Regions from separate parts of the Rattus norvegicus genome. Here regions 2 and 3 are each linked to region 1. The links are chromatin contacts, called in public Hi-C and HiChIP or PLAC-seq maps. All regions are on one chromosome and are shown on one strand. Each heading gives the region's core, a stretch centred on a gene start, on an enhancer-like site or on the middle of the called end of the contact. The rest is flanking DNA. Distances are from core to core; before and after follow the strand shown. Region 1 holds the start of Vgll4 (vestigial-like family member 4). Region 2 overlaps Atg7 (autophagy related 7). Region 3 overlaps Atg7 (autophagy related 7).

Region 1 (5,147 bases), core at 1,375-3,874:
CTGAGAATTTTAAAGGGAACAGTTGATTTCACTGGGTTGGGACCTGATAGCTCAGTGGGACTGTGTGTTCCCAGAGTCTTTCCAGACTTGATACAATGTTCTCTTCTCTAAAAGGCTCCAGTAGGAACATTTGATTCTAATAAGTATCTGAAAAGTGCTATCAGACCCCTGGCTTTTCTTAAGCAGCCCATGGGTTTTGCTGATGTAGACTAACTCAGTAGTCTGCTTTCTGGCAGGTAGAGTGATTTAGTGGTTAGCCTGGGCTTGTGTCTGTGGTGATAGCCCCATCTCTGTTCCACCAGGAGGCTGAGCCATAACCAATATTTGTAATACTGTGTGCTGTGGTGAGATTTATACTGACTATAGCTGGGGCTTGGTTTTCACCTTTTCCACAAGTTGTCTACTTTGGTCATCTGATTCCAACTGATACTAGGATGTGACATAATCAGTGAGTAACACACACACACACACACACACACACACACACACACACACACACACACACCATATAGACATTCACCCCTGGAGTTCTGAATGTTCATAGTTCCTATCAACTTTGCTTTTTAGGACAGATGCTTTGATCTCGGTTCTTTGAAGGTCCCATTAATTGCTTAGAATTGTACTGTCTTTAGTTACTAAACATAAAAGACACTGCGTTGGATGTGGTGGCACATGGCGGTGGTCTTGGTATCAGCAATGCTGAGGCAGGGGAATCATGAGTTCAAGGCAACCTTAACTATAAAGTGAGACCCTGTCTTAAAACAAAAACAAAACCACTACCACCACCACCACCACCACCAACAACAACAACAACAACAACAACAACAGCAGCAGCAGCAGCAGCAACAAAAACAACAACAGCAGCAATAGCAACAGCAACAACAAGATACATAGGAGCTGAAGGGATGACAGAGTGGCGAGTAGCATGTACATCCTCTTACAGAGGATCCTAATTCAGTTCCCAGCACCCACATTGAGCAGCTCACCACTGTAACTCTAGCTTCAGGGGATCCAATAACCTCTTCTGGACTTTGTAGGTACCCCCTGCACTCACATGCACAGCCCCCTCCCCACTCTACACACATGCACATAATTAAATATAAAAATAAATCTTCTTTTAAAAGTGACACATGTCTTCCCAGGGATTACTGCCTTGCCCCTTTAACTTTAAAGTGGAGAATTTCTCCTTCACCTTCATCACATAAGGAAAACACCCATCGTGGGTTAATAAGCAATGTGGAGAAATGTAAAAACAGTCAGCCATTTAAAGCTGAGCATATCTGAGCGGGCATAGTGGTGCCCAGCTCTAATCCCTGCACTGGGTGGGCAGAGGCAGGTGGATCTCTATGAGTTTGAGAGTGAGACCCCCATCTTAGTGGGGGAAAAAAACCGAGCATGTCTATGTTTGACTTTTGGAGGATTCCTTTCACCACATAGGTCCCTGGGATTGGGCTTAGTGTCCTGTTGCCTACAAAACACAGAAGAGAAGTTGCTGTTTTATGCGTATCCCTACATCTGTAGGGAATTGTTTCAATCTTAAAATAAGTGAATGCAGAGGAGTCTTTGGAAGGTGCGATGGGGCTTACTCAGTAGCCCAGATAGGTCTTGAAACTAGTGGCAGTCCCTCTCCCTCAGTGTCTGACTATAATTACAGTCTTGTACCACACTGCCTGGCTGTCATAAAGTCACTTATAGCAGGTCTTTTCCTTTCTCAGATGATGCTGATGAAGCTCAACGCTGCTCTTTATTCGAACTTGGAATATTTTGAAAGTTTCCATGATTGATCACAACCTCTCAGATGAGTTTAGAAAACAATTAGACTTTTTAAAGAAGTATTTTATGTATATGGTTGTTTTGCCAGCATGTGCACCATGGGCATGTAGTGCCTACGGAGGCCGTAAGAGGGCATCTGGTCCCATGGAACTGGAGTTACAGGCTCTGTGAGTGCTGGATGCTGAGTATTCTGCAAAAGGAGCCAGTGCTCTTAGCCACCTCTGCAGGAAGTTCTGTCCGCCCCCTGTTGTGCATGTGTGTGTGTGTGTGTGTGTGTGTGTGTGTGTGTGTGTGTGTGTGTGTGATCTGTAGGCCACTCACTTGTCCCTGGGTCTCAGTTTCCTCTTCTGTGGAAAGATTTGCCTCTGGTGTCCCTCGCATCTGTGCAGCTACAGAGCTTAGGAAGGAAGTTACATGTAACATTGACTTTGAAAATGTAAACATTCACTGTGTCCCTGGACATAATAAAACCATCTTACAAAGAAACAAAGAAACCTTGTACTGAATACAGCACACCGGGTGGAAGCCCTGGATTCCCAGCCCCTGGAATAAAGTTACCGAAAGTTAAGTTCCATGTACTTTGCCTCCACAGCAGGTTTTCTTTTTTAAACTTTGTGCTTAGCCTTCCCCACAAACAAAACAACCAAAAACTTGCTGGGTTCTCTTCCTCGGCCTCTGGCTCTGGCGGCCTCTGAGAGGAAAGACTCTCCTCACCCCCTGTGCCTCACTGTCCCCTCCTCTTTCTGCTTCCTGCTAACTCTGCATGCGCCTAGAGCCTGATCCTGTGCCGAGGCGCCAGTGAGCATGCTCACAACACCCCCCCCCCCAAAGCAGAGGAAGCTGGTTTACATACGAGTCATACCAAGCATAGCCAGCATGTCAGTGCAGTCAGCTTGCAGCGGGCTGTGAGGGAGAGTGCCTTTGTCCTAAGAAATGTGCTTTGTGTTTTTCTTTTTTACTGCTTTCTTTTTAAACCCCCAAGACAGGCTTGAGAAGACTTCTGAAATGATTTTTTAAAGCCGAATAGAAGACAGGATCCGACACCTCCCACAAGCCCTTGACGGGTTTTGTTTGAGTCTGATTTTTTTGTGTGTATGATTTTTTTTTTAAAGCCTTTTACATACTTTGTTTTGATCTTGTGAGGCTGGGCCTCTGTCTTCCTGAAGTGTTAGGAGAGCCTGGTGCTACTCAGCTAAAGACTGAATTTTGAAACTTTCTGGGGGTAAAAGCAAAGAACTGTTTTTCTTTGCTAGCCGGACAGATAAATGCTGTTTATGAAGATGGACCTGTTGAACTACCAGTACTTGGACAAGATGAACAACAATATCGGCGTTCTGTGCTATGAAGGTAGATGTTCCAGAATGTACTCTTTTGAGTTTGTAACGGCCACTCCTCCTTTTGGGGGGGGGGCTCTGACTGGCTTATGAACATTTTCTTGTCTTTCTCGTGATGGTGGAGTGACTGGAAAGAGAGTTGTACACCATTTCAGGACAGTTGGCTTTTGCCTGGCAGGAGGGTGGCAGCGGGGAAGGGCTGGAGGCGACACATTGTTGAAAGTTTACTTGCAATGTACTAGCAAGATCTGACAAGATCATTACATTTGAAATGATTTTCTCTTTTGATTTTGTTGGTACTTTATGCATACGTAGGAATTTTTAGAAGCTAGGAAAAGTTAAACATGTGGGTGTTAGAGTAGAGGGGAGGGGCTTTGGGACTTATTTTTAAACATATCACCGTGTACGTGTACAGTGTTCTGTGTGGACCCTTGCTCTGCATTTCATGTGGTAGAGGAACAACAACAGAAAGCCACAAGTAAGTTCTTGTTTTCCTGAGCCATTGTCTCAGACATCGAGGGTTTTTTTCTGTGGATTTTGTGGAGCTGGCAGGGCCTGGTGTCAGGGAGCCCAGGCCAGGCTCTTTGTCTGCCGCCCCATTTCCTGTGTAGAGAGCTGACAGTGAGACAGGCTCCCTCCAACCTCAGCCCCTGGCAATTGCACAACAAGCAGCCAGAAGGCTGAAGAAAGTGGAAAATGCCCCCACCCCTAGGTTGGCTCATCACCTCCCCTTCCCCTGGGCACTCCCTGTAGTATTTTAAGTTTCTCTGGAGAAAACCCCAATCCCATCTTTTGGAATCTTACCTACGTGTGCTTTGAGACCAGGATAATGGGGTTGAGTTGTGGTACTGGACTGGCAGGGAGAGACCTGGGGCTGCCGGGCAGTCTTTCCTGGTAAAAACATGTAGGAATCAGGGTACATCTTCCTGTTGTGGGCAGCAGGCTCTGGGTTTTCTCCCCCTAGTAAACCTAGGGGTCCTCTGCTTTTTCTTGAACAGAAGTTAGAAGGGAAAGCAGCACTGTTTGTGTTCATGTAAAGTTTCAGATCTGCTTCCTAAGTTATTGAAAACATACCCGCTCTCTTTCAAGATTGCTTTAAAATTAACTCCATGGGGAAAATCTTAAAGGGCGTTTGTTGTTGTTATTGTTTTGCTTTTTAAAAATAAGATATTAATTTACTTTACTTTGACAAATTTCCGCCACATATAAGAAGCGTCTCAGCTTCCAGGCCCCTCATCTCAAAGGTTGGATTCTCCAGAAGTCACCAGAAACGATTTCTGGTGGGATTCGTGTATTGTCTCTAAAAATAAAAAAAAAAAAAATCAGCATCTCCAACAAAAGCTGAAAACTTTTAATATGATTTCTTTGTCAACAAATAATCTGACATTAAAAAACAAAACAAAACAAAAGAGTGCCTGGCTGGCCTGGGTGAGGAGCTCAGAGACTGCTAGGACAGTGGTTCTTTCCTCGTGTCCCGGGAGGAAGTTCTGCAGCTCCCGCAGGTGGGCGAATGATTCCACAGAAAGCACAGATGCCAACAGTTAGCTGTCTTGTTTCCTTCTCTGTTTGGAGGAACAGGCTAAGAATCCGAGAGCCGAGTGGGATCATAGGCTATCATCTGTTTAGCTTAAACATCTGCTCCTGTTTTCCTTATTATGAAAGGTAATATTATTCTAACACCAAAATAAATACACCGGAAATGAAGGAAAGCACAGGAAAACCCGAGTGGCGCTCAGAGCCAGTTGTTTATGTCCTCTGGTTTCCTCGCTGTAAACACCACACACATCTGGTCTCAACTGCCAGCGCCATGTGGAAGGATGGGTGTAAATCATACATGGGGTTCTCTCCTGTAAAAAGTCCGAACACGGCTAAGACTGGTGGCACACGTCTTTAATCCCAGCACTGAGGAGGCAGAGGCAGGTGGATCTCTGTGTTTGAGGCCAGCCTGCACTTTCAGGGGAGCCAGGGCTATATATAGACACCCTGTCTTAAACAAACAAACAAATCAACCAGCCAACCAACCAAAAGAGAAGTTGGTCC
Region 2 (5,147 bases), core at 1,639-4,138, 120 kb after region 1:
CACCCACTCACCCTTCCACGCCTCCACCCACTTACCCTTCCACACCTCCACTCACTCACCCATCCATACATCCACCCACTCACCCACCCACGCCTCCACCCATTCACCCATCCATGCCTCCACCCACTCACCCTTCCATGCCTCCACCCACTCACCCATCCATGCCTCCACCCACTCATTCATCTACACACCCATCCTCCCACCCACTCAGCCAGCAATGGATGTTTTCATTGGGTTCAAGGATAGCCTCAGCCACTAAGCAAGACCTTGTCTCAAAGTTAAAAAAAAAAAAGAACACACACACACACCCCACACACCCCACATATACACTCACACACACATCCCACATACACACACACAAATTGGTGGACTAAAAAATAGTGTCCTTCATTTGTCCTTAAAGGCAGATATGCAAGGACATTTTGTTAGTGGCTTTTCTGCATCTTCCTACCTTCTACCTAGCCACCCTCTGCTAACAAGTCAGGGCTTGGTTACCAATATGCAATAAGCATATTCACTGAGAGACGAGAGGGGCCATGATGCAAAGTCCAACAAGACAGGGCAGCGGCGTGCTGCTCTAGCACCCACCAGTGGCTACCCACTCATATGAGAATGTCACCAGCACAGCTCAGCTCAGCTCAGCCCAGCCCAGCCCAGCCCAGCCCAGCCCAGCCCAGCCCAGCCCAGCCCAGCCCAGCCCAGCCCAGCCCAGCCCAGCCCAGCACAGCACAGCACAGCTCATTTCAGCTCAGCACAGCACAGCACAGCACAGCTCAGCACAGCACAGCACAGCTCAGCTCAGCACAGCTCAGCACAGCACAGCACAGCACAGCACAGCTCAGCACAGCACAGCACAGCACAGCTCAGCACAGCACAGCACAGCACAGCACAGCACAGCACAGCTCAGCTCAGCACAGCTCAGCACAGCACAGCACAGCACAGCTCAGCACAGCACAGCACAGCACAGCACAGCACAGCACAGCTCAGCACAGCACAGCACAGCACAGCTCAGCACAGCACAGCACAGCTCAGCACAGCACAGCTCAGCTCAGCACAGCACAGCACAGCACAGCACAGCTCAGCTCAGCTCAGCACAGCTCAGCTCAGCTCAGCACAGCTGCCTACAGACATTGAAAGCACACACATCCACTCAGGGGACTGTGCTAAACATATCAGATCAAGATGACATCTGGTGAGCCTCTGGAGACCCCAAGACCCTCCCCACCCTCCTCATCCATGTGCCTAGAGTCCCAGAGGAATTGTGAGGAACAGGTCTCAGGGTTTAAGAGAGCGAGGTAGGTAGGCTGTGAGCTCTTTCTGCTGTGGCTCAGCTTTTTCCATTACGTAGTTCACTGCCAAGAATGCCACTTCTCCACAAGGAGAAGACTAATGATTGACAGGAGCTCACTTGAGGGACCAGACCTTCAGATACCCACTTTTCTTGAGCAGTCCAGCCCTAACTCTAAGTGGCTGTGGAAGCTTTTGGAATTTTAGTGAAAAAAAGAGCCCACTAGGGGATAGGGAGATGATTCAGTGGGTAAATGCTTGTTGTGAGGGCATGACGGACTGAGTTCAAACCCCAGCATCTACAACGAACCTAGAAGTAGTGGTCTGGGTCTCCAAAATAAAACAAAACAAAACAAAACAAAACAAAACAAAAATAGGTGGAGAATAATACAAGACAACACTAAATGTTGGCCCCTGGCCTCCACAAGTGCATGCACACAGAGCTTGTGCAAATATACATCTACACACTCACACATGGAGAGGGAGAGGGAGAGGGAGAGGGAGAGGGAGAGGGAGAGGGAGAGGGAGAGGGAGAGGGAGAGGGAGAGGGAGAGGGAGAGGGAGAGGGAGAGGGAGAGGGAGATCCTGCAGGGAGCGGGAGAGCAGCAAATGCTGGGAAGTAGGACAGCAAGCTGAGAAGGAGTCGCCCTCTCAGGAAGTGCAGGTGGCTCCACTAGCCTCCACTTTCCTCTGAACTCACTCAGTCTGCAGAATCCTCTGGTGTTTTGCACCAACTCCAAATGGTTTAAAAATAATTTGCTAAGTGTCTTCCTAGAGACATGGAAACCTGAGGCCATTCTGAGCTCTATCCAGCCATACCACAAAGGGTGAGCAGGGTGGAAAGTCATGCTCCCCGCTGACTGAATTAGCAAGTCAGACCTCTAGAGGCCTGGTCTTGGGACATCACAGGACTCACGGTGCCATCAAAGACTGAGCAAGCATCTTCAGAAAACCAGCTGCACTGTAGAATCCTGGTGTTTCCAAACAGATTGTCTCTACCCAGTCTCTTAGTCAGCTACTGAATGGAAACTTAGCTGTGACATTAGGAGAGGAAATCTTTTAAAACTCTCTATTATTTTGGAATAAAAGAAGTCAAAATGGAAGGAAAAATATCAATGCATTAGTCACTATATGAGGCATGTAAGGTGGGAAAATAAAATCGTTGCTGTCTTGAGAATTGCTGATATTTGAATGGGTGAATGATTTCCAAGAGTGATGAGATCCACATACAAAACAAAGAAGTGAAGAGTTGTCTGGCAGGGCTGCAGCTCACAGGTGGAACCCAGGCAAAGCACATGTGAAAGCCTGGGCTTGACCCCCAGCAAGAACTAAACCGAAACCAGAACGGAGAGCATTTGGCGCCTGTCTGTTTTGAGGGTTGATTGGGTGGGACGCTCAAGCACATCCAAATCCGAGAAGTGAATTTAACCTGGAGCTGCCCATTTTCTGCCTGCTCCTAAGAATTCCCCAGCTCCTCTCCAGTTTCCTGAGAAACTAAAGAGTGCAGAACAGAGCTCCTTTGTTCGAAAGCCCTCCCTGTGGGACGACAGCAGAATCCTGAGTCTCTGAATTCAAAGGAGTGTGGTCTAAGCCATGATGCTGATGGTGATGCCAGGAGACACTGTTAATCCCTACAGATGAAGCTTCACACACTCGTCCTTAGCACAGCCCTCTGAGAGGCGAATCACCATCCCCACGCCACAAAAGGGCACTGGCAAGGCCTCGAACAGGCCAGTACTCACAAGCACCGTACAGGCAGGCCTTGTACCTCTCTCTCTGCTTTTTCCATTACACCACACAGCCTTCCAGAAGACTCCCCAAGGAGCTTCATTTGTCTCTAACCAGGCATCAAGGCCATAACGACCTTGGCTGTGCACATGGGCATGAGTGACTGCTTTATGCAACTGCCAAGTGAGTCTACTGTGCCTGTGACTCGGACACAGAGCTGGCTTCCAGCAGCTCTGCATTCTAAAATATATGGAAGAATTTTTTCACCTCTCTTTCTGGGATCCCCACTTATGTCTTCATAAGTGAATTTATGTGAATTAACAAAATCACAAATCCATGGCTACTGTCGAGCACCACTAACCCACGTAATCCCGATGCCTAGCCTGGTGATGTCCGTAGCACTCTTCAGTACAATGACAGTAGTCGCTGGTGGAGCCCTTCCTCTTGTTCCTGCAGGACCAGTCCATTTCCACATCAGGAATAAACCACAGACTTCAGATTCTAAAACAGACCCAGAGATGCCCCCTGAATATAATTACAGCTAAATTTTACTGCCAGCTATGGAAGATACAAATAAGGAATATTGTAGCAATTTCACGAATATGCTCCAGAGAGCACAGCTCTGGATGGACCTAGGCTTGGATGCCTAGAGGACCTTGCAGCTTACAGAAGGTTGTCAATCATCTCTCTCTCTCTCTCTCTCTCTCTCTCTCTCTCTCTCTCTCTCTCCCTCCCTCCCTCCCTCCCTCCCACCCAACGGGAAAAAAAAGTAAAAAAACAAAACAAAACAAAAAAACAAAACAAAAAACACAGGTCTCTACGAAGCTCTAGCTAGAACTTTCTGAGGGATCACACACACACACACACACACACACACACACGCGCGCACACACACACACACGCACACACACACACACACACACACACACAGAGCGGGAGAGAGGAGAGAGGGAGGGAGAAGGGAGAGAAACAATTTAATTTTCAGAGGTTTTATGAAGACAGGATCTCACTGTGTTCCCAGGCTAACCTTAAACTGGTGATCCTCCTGCCTCTGCATCCTAAGTGCTAGGATTATTGGTGTGCACCATCATGCCCAGCTTCAGAGATTGACTTGATAAGCAAAAATATCATCTATCATCTTTATGCATTGTTAGCTGTTCCCTCTGAATTGTTGTTAAAAGAAACGATAATTAAACTCTGACAGAAATAGCAATCTTATCTAGGACAAGTGCAAAGCAGTGTGCACACATGCTGTTAGGTAAGATGTGACTGTGATGGTGGTGATGACGGATGTCGCTTTGCTGTGGTAGAGGCTTAATCTACCCTATTTTACTCAGTCCTCACAGTGCCTAGACCATGTTGTCACCTCCATTTCACAGAAGAGGGACTGTCTCTAAGGATGGACCTGCAACTATCCGGAGGTTGCATAGGTAGTAAGTTTTGAAGTTAGAATTCTGTGTGTTTTGTATGTATGCACATTTGCCTGTATATACGCAAGTGGAAGTCAGAGGCTAATTCTGAGTTTTTTTCAGGGTCTGACTGTGTAGTTCTGGCCTCATGTATGTTGGCCTGGGACTTGCTTTATAAATCAGGCTGGTCTCATACTCACTGAGATCTTGCCTGATTCTGTCTCCCAAGTTCTGGGATTAAGGTGTGCACTACCAACCAACCACTTTATATTTTGAGGCTGGGTCTCTTGTTGAATCATAAGTGTACTGTTTTGGTTAGCCTGGCTGGCCAGCAAGACCCATGAAATTTTCCTGTCTCTGCCTCCCAGACAGGCACGCACGCACGCACCACTACCACCACCGCCCCTCTACCCCCAACACACAGTGGGCTTTTACATGGGTGTCAGAAATCTGAACTCAGGTCTTCATGCTTGTGTAGCAACACTTTACCCACTGAACTATTACTCCAGCCCTCACAGAACTAAAACTTGAGTGTAGGGAGGCAGTTTTAGAACCTTCCTTGTAGGAAAGCCTTGCTCCCACTGCAGACAGCAGTGATCCCAGATACTCACTGCCATCAAATTTTTCCAAACTCAGTTTGGGTTTCATAAAAATGGCTTCCAGCATTCATTTTTCACTTAGGTACTTAGTTACATTGTACAATGACGTGTCCACCTGGCATTC
Region 3 (5,147 bases), core at 1,431-3,930, 90 kb after region 1:
TGGAGCCCAGTTTTCCTTCCCCATAAACAGGCTACCAGGACTTCAAAGAGAAGTCATAGGGATTCAAGTGACTACATAAAGCCCTGACCACGGTACGCAGCAGATGCTCCTCAAATGGCAGCTGCTGTTTTTATCCTGAGCTCTCTGCCTCTCAGAAATCATGTCACTCCATCAATCTCTTCTCTCCTTTGAGTGGCACCCTTTCCCTCGGATGGAATACCAGCAAGGCAGAACAAAGCTCAGAGCTGGAGTGGGCATGATTGGTAACCTGGTTTGGGGGCTTAACAGGCTGGCACCAGGCTGGGGGCCCTGAGTGTATACAGCCATGCACTGGTAAAGGGTTCTTCTTACTTCTGGTGCTCTCTCCAGGAGGTAAAAGGATGTCTGCAGTCAGGCCTGACAAGAGGCAGGGCTGGGAACCTTGGGGAGCCAAGGAACTGTAAAGTAAGGGAGTTTTCCTCACCCTGAGTGAAGGCACAGATTGGGCAATTACCTAAGGGAGCTGGGGAATGCTGCAAACAGCATACACTGACTAACATAAACATTTACACTTTAAGCTATCAACTCTACCCCTAAGCCTACAAGTCTGATTGCCAAGAACAGCAAGGACACACACACACACACACACACACACACACACACACACACACACACACACACACAGAGTGAAAAAAGGCACAGCATCAGCCAGGGTTTCCTGTGAGAATGTGCTGTTTTCAGCAGGAAAACCTGGGAAGTTTGCAAAGGAAGGGTGGGCCTTCTGTGTAGCCTCTGTAGATGGATAACTAGTATATAGAGGAAGGAGTAGGGGAGGAGCCATGCAGGGGACTGAGATGGCCTGGGTGAGGGTCGAGTAAAACATCCTTCACTGGGGACCAAGGAAGCAAGGAGGCTTCCAGAGAGCTCTACTAGGGTCAGCGTCTGCCCAGCCAGTTTGGTTCCCCAGCAGTTACTCTACTATGTGAAGGTGGCTATGGTGTTTTTGTTGGGGAACAGGGTGGGGTTGGGGGTTGTTTTGGCTCTTATGCTTGGGGTAGCAGTGGAGCAGTGGAGCAGATGCAGTCTATTCTGAATGGGGGAAGGGTGATCTTGTGAACTGAGGGATATCTATTTTAGACAAGCAGCCGCCCCTGAGTTCTTGTGGCCTATTGGGCGGGGTTGGTGACATTCTGGGCAGGATGAGAGAAAGATGATCCTGAAAAGGGGTGAAGATATAGGATTTCAGGCAACTCTTTCAAGCACCTTCCTTCTTTCTGGCTCCTGAAGCTACCAGCTGGCTGGAGAAGCGGGAGAGAGGCAGGCCAGCAACACACACACAAAAGGCCCCACTCCGCAGTGAAGGAAAACAGTGGTAGCCAGAGGGAAGAAGCCCTTCTGGGTTCAAAGAAATCAACTTAGAAAGCTTTGCCTATAAAAATAGCCATCTGCAGATCCTGTTCCTATCTCGGGCAGAGAGCCCTATCGGGAGCCTAGGCTGTCACAGACTCTGGAGATCTCATTGGGTGGGCTTACTTTTGATGGATGGGAGATGTGGAAACAGCAAGCAGCCTCGGAGTCAAGGAAAATGTGACTGCTAGAACATGGGTGATTTCCACGGGGCTCTCACTTTACAGAGATATACACGCTCCCAAAAAATTGGCTCTCAAATCCACTCAATTAATAGAATCATATTTTCCTAGTGAATCACATTTTAAAAGTAGAAATGGGCTGGGGGAGGGTGGCAAGAAACATCACAAAACACTGAACAACTGTGACCCGGAGACTAAATGAAAATCACCCTTAATTGAACAAATGTCTAAAGGTCACATACTTGAAAGGCCATTATGAATGCTATGCCGCAGGGATTATTTGTCAGTAGACATGGTTATGCCTAGGATGTTCAAGGAGTTTTGGTGGGAAGGAACTGGAAGACTTGGGAGTTTGCTTCTTTGGGGTGTCCAACTCTGGTGCTTCAAAGATAAAACACAACACTCAAGTTACATCTGGGAAAAAAAGTCCGTCTGGATTTTGCTGACTATGTACAGGGTACACATGACCCTTTATGGGCTATCTGGGCTTCTGTAGCTGTTCTACTTCCCTCCTGCCAGCAGAAGTCAACCAGGCAGGCCTGCACTACTGCTGTTCAGACAAACCCTTTGTAAGCTGCAGGCCGTGGCTGTGAGGAGCTGTATTAACTAACTTGGGAAGGAAGAGATTGAGGAAGTGGCCTGACAGTTTTAACCAAATAAGGAGTGTGAAGGTATTTAAAGCCCCCTGGAAAGGTAAAGGCCTTTGGAAAAGCAACCCCCTTCTTAGGCCCTATGCTAATGACAACATCAACAACTGCAGGAACGGATACAGAACTGGGGACTGTTATATGCTACATGTGGCTTAAATACTGCATGCCTCAGGGTCTGGGGCCACTGTGGGGCTGTGCACATCTGTAAGGGGCAAAACTCTTCCTTTTGCTACCTCCCTACCTCAAACTTTAAGTTCTACACTATCAACAGCAGGTTTTGAAAAGAAAAATTTTTTGTTTTGATTCTGCAGTGATGAACCAAGCTGTGGCCCAGACTGCTCTTTATCTTATTAGCCATTTTCCTGACTAATAGAAGAGCCCCATTTTCCACCAGCCAGGTACGGGCTGTCTATGGACTACATTTCCCAGAAGGCTGTGTGCTCTAATGTGATCACACGACTCCCTGTTGGCCAATGGGGTATAAGCCTATTTTTAGGTCCAGCCTTTAAAGGAAAATCCTTCCCCTCTATTTCCTTTTTCCTCTCTCCAAAGAATTGGCTTGCATGTACAGTGTGTCAGCCCTCAACAAGGCCTCTTACCATTGAGGCCCCCAGCACTTCCAAGGGGCACACCCATAAATAGAATTCATTTGTCTGTATGTTTGGCTGGGGGTGGTGGTGGTGGTAAGGAAACACCAACAAACTATTTTTTACTAATCTCTGAGAAATGTAGCTCTTCTTTCACTTATGCCATAGGGAACTGAGCACAGTAGTCTGGGCAGTATCCATGGCTCTAATGCCAACAGAAATGACACTGGGCCTGTGATACTTGCCACAAATTACCATGAAATACTACAAATACTCATCACAAATTTAAAATCACGGGAGTCAAGTGGATGCCACTGGATTACTACTGGATTATTGAGAACACACAGGCCACAAACTTGTTTTTGGTTTGTTGTATTTTCTTTTTAATATGTTGGCCACTGTGTTTTAACCTAATTAACTTCCTTTATAACTCTATACATTTTTATTTTGCACTCACAAAACATTAGTCAGCTGAAGTGACCCTGCTGGCTACATGACACTGTCAAATGAACACGAAACCAAACACATTATGAATCTTTACCAGGGAGGCGCCATACAATGGTGCCGTGGGCTGACTGCCTTTTGAGCCATGGCATCAGGTTCCCATTGTGTCGCTAGACTTCCTGTGATGACTTAGGAGCCCTACTGTACTGCTCAATAAGGCTGCTGATAGCAGTGCTAACAGTTCTCCAAATGCATCTAGGACCATGGAAAAGATGACATTTATTTTTAACCCATTTGCGTGAGTATCAGTGGGTATTTAATGGCCGCCATGTTAGACAGTGCTGCTCCAGACTGCTCCACAAAGTAGAAACAGAGAAACACATTTCCAGCTTAGCCGTTTGGGACTCTTTGCCATCATGTGGGAGCTTAGGTAGTCTTACTTACAATAAAAAGAAGGCATATCTGCAGAGACGTACTCATTAAAAAGCTCACTAATTGGGTTGAGTGTGGTGGCTATGCCTGAAATCTCAGTAGACAGGAAGTACAAGCAGGAGGATCATGAGTTCAAGGCCAATCTCAGCTACATAGCTGAATTCATGAGTTCCTCCTACAGGACAAGACTAGAAAACCGCCTCAAACCCCACTAAGTATAACCAAGAGTTGCTTAGGAATTTCCCGTTGACAAAGCCTTCCCATGTATGCCATTTGTACCCTTCCCCTGTGATTAGGATGGCCCCCTATATTACTCTCAAAAGGGTTAGGTGACTTTAATGAAATTTCCAAAGTGGATTAGCCAAGATTCAACAGTCTTAAATATAGTAGAGGGGACCAGGATGCAGAAGAGCTTTGCCACACTATCGCCTCTAGAACACATATTTGGCAAGTCTTTTATGCTTGACCCTAGAATTTCTGGGTCCCCCAGATACCCAGATTTCCTAATTTTAGGCAAAGTTCCCTCTTTGAGGGCTGGGAATGGTGGTTAAAGCTTTTCCAGTCCAAGGTAAGCACAGGGAGAGACACTGTCTTTTGCAAACTTGACTGTGAGGGTCGTGTCAATGACAACCCGTTTTTCCTCTATGAAGTCAATCCAAAGGATGCTATTTAGAATAACTAAGCAGTGTAAAAGGTCAAAGCTTTAAATCAAGAAGGCCTGTGTCCTCATTAACAACATGGAGCCCACAGGGAGACAAGCCAGCACTTGGTTCAGAATCACACCTGCTTCTCCAGCTGCCTTAGGGTTCAACACCATACAGCTCTCCACTGTTCTCAACTGTCTGTCTGAGAACTCGCCCTTCCCTAGCTAGGCACAGCTGGTCTTATTTATTTTTTTTTTAAAGCACAGGCTGTCCATCCTGACATTCTCTGCTCCTACTCGGTCTCTTAAGGAACGCCTCATTTGATTAAAGCAATGGGATCACAAGGCTGGTCTCCCAGCTTCCATTCTTCATAGAGACCCTTCTTCATCCTTAATCTCCCTGTGTCACAATACCAGGAGACACTGTCTTGACTTTAGACATTGTATCACAGTCCTTTGGGTTTTGTGAGGATTTAACTCCCTTTCATTGCTATGCAAGCCCAGGATTGCAAAATCGTATCTTCTCATCTTCCTACTCTGCCAACTTAATAATTGCCCTTCAGTAAATCTCCTGCCTTGACATTATTATGATTGTCTAATTGCGGTGTCTAGGTGAGACCTATCATACCAAGACTATTTATTTATTTATTTATTTGGCAGCAAGGGATAGAACCCAGGCTTTACACAATCTCGACAAGGGATCCATTACTGAGGTTCCCCTATAGCCCCCAAGATTATTTTTTCCTTTCATGTAATATATTTTCCCAGAGCTAATAATTCTTTTATTTGTTATTATTTTGTTTTATTTCTGGGCTCTTTTTTC

The links. A called contact is a pair of places that touch in the nucleus more often than the background predicts. HiChIP or PLAC-seq counts read pairs in DNA pulled down with a chosen protein or histone mark.
Region 2: an H3K27ac HiChIP or PLAC-seq map of oligodendrocytes shows a contact between it and region 1, with 7 times the contacts expected there. The contact joins the enhancer-like site here to the promoter of Vgll4 in region 1. A contact is called at or near these places in 7 of 12 Hi-C or Micro-C datasets (the A7r5 cell line, Schwann cells, frontal cortex and 3 more) and 1 of 1 datasets of contacts at active chromatin or transcription factors (oligodendrocytes).
Region 3: a Hi-C map of liver shows a contact between it and region 1, with 4 times the contacts expected there. The contact joins the enhancer-like site here to the promoter of Vgll4 in region 1. A contact is called at or near these places in 3 of 12 Hi-C or Micro-C datasets (kidney, liver and psoas muscle).

Annotation. Positions count from the first base shown.
Region 1 is chr4:149,658,071-149,663,217 of GRCr8, reverse strand. It overlaps Vgll4 (vestigial-like family member 4), which reads left to right and starts at 2,624. Exons shown (of 5, transcript NM_001015004.2): 1 at 2,624-3,120. The coding sequence starts at 3,039.
Region 2 is chr4:149,540,397-149,545,543 of GRCr8, reverse strand. All of the region lies in intron 17 of Atg7 (autophagy related 7), which reads right to left. Among named protein-coding and RNA genes, the nearest start is that of Vgll4, 120 kb to the left of the region's middle. Within about 2 kb of position 2,888, at least 44 of the 93 cell types and tissues checked have an H3K27ac peak or open chromatin away from gene starts, as enhancers often do. A contact at or near this core is called in Schwann cells, where this site is marked.
Region 3 is chr4:149,568,169-149,573,315 of GRCr8, reverse strand. All of the region lies in intron 17 of Atg7 (autophagy related 7), which reads right to left. Among named protein-coding and RNA genes, the nearest start is that of Vgll4, 90 kb to the left of the region's middle. Within about 2 kb of position 2,680, at least 30 of the 93 cell types and tissues checked have an H3K27ac peak or open chromatin away from gene starts, as enhancers often do.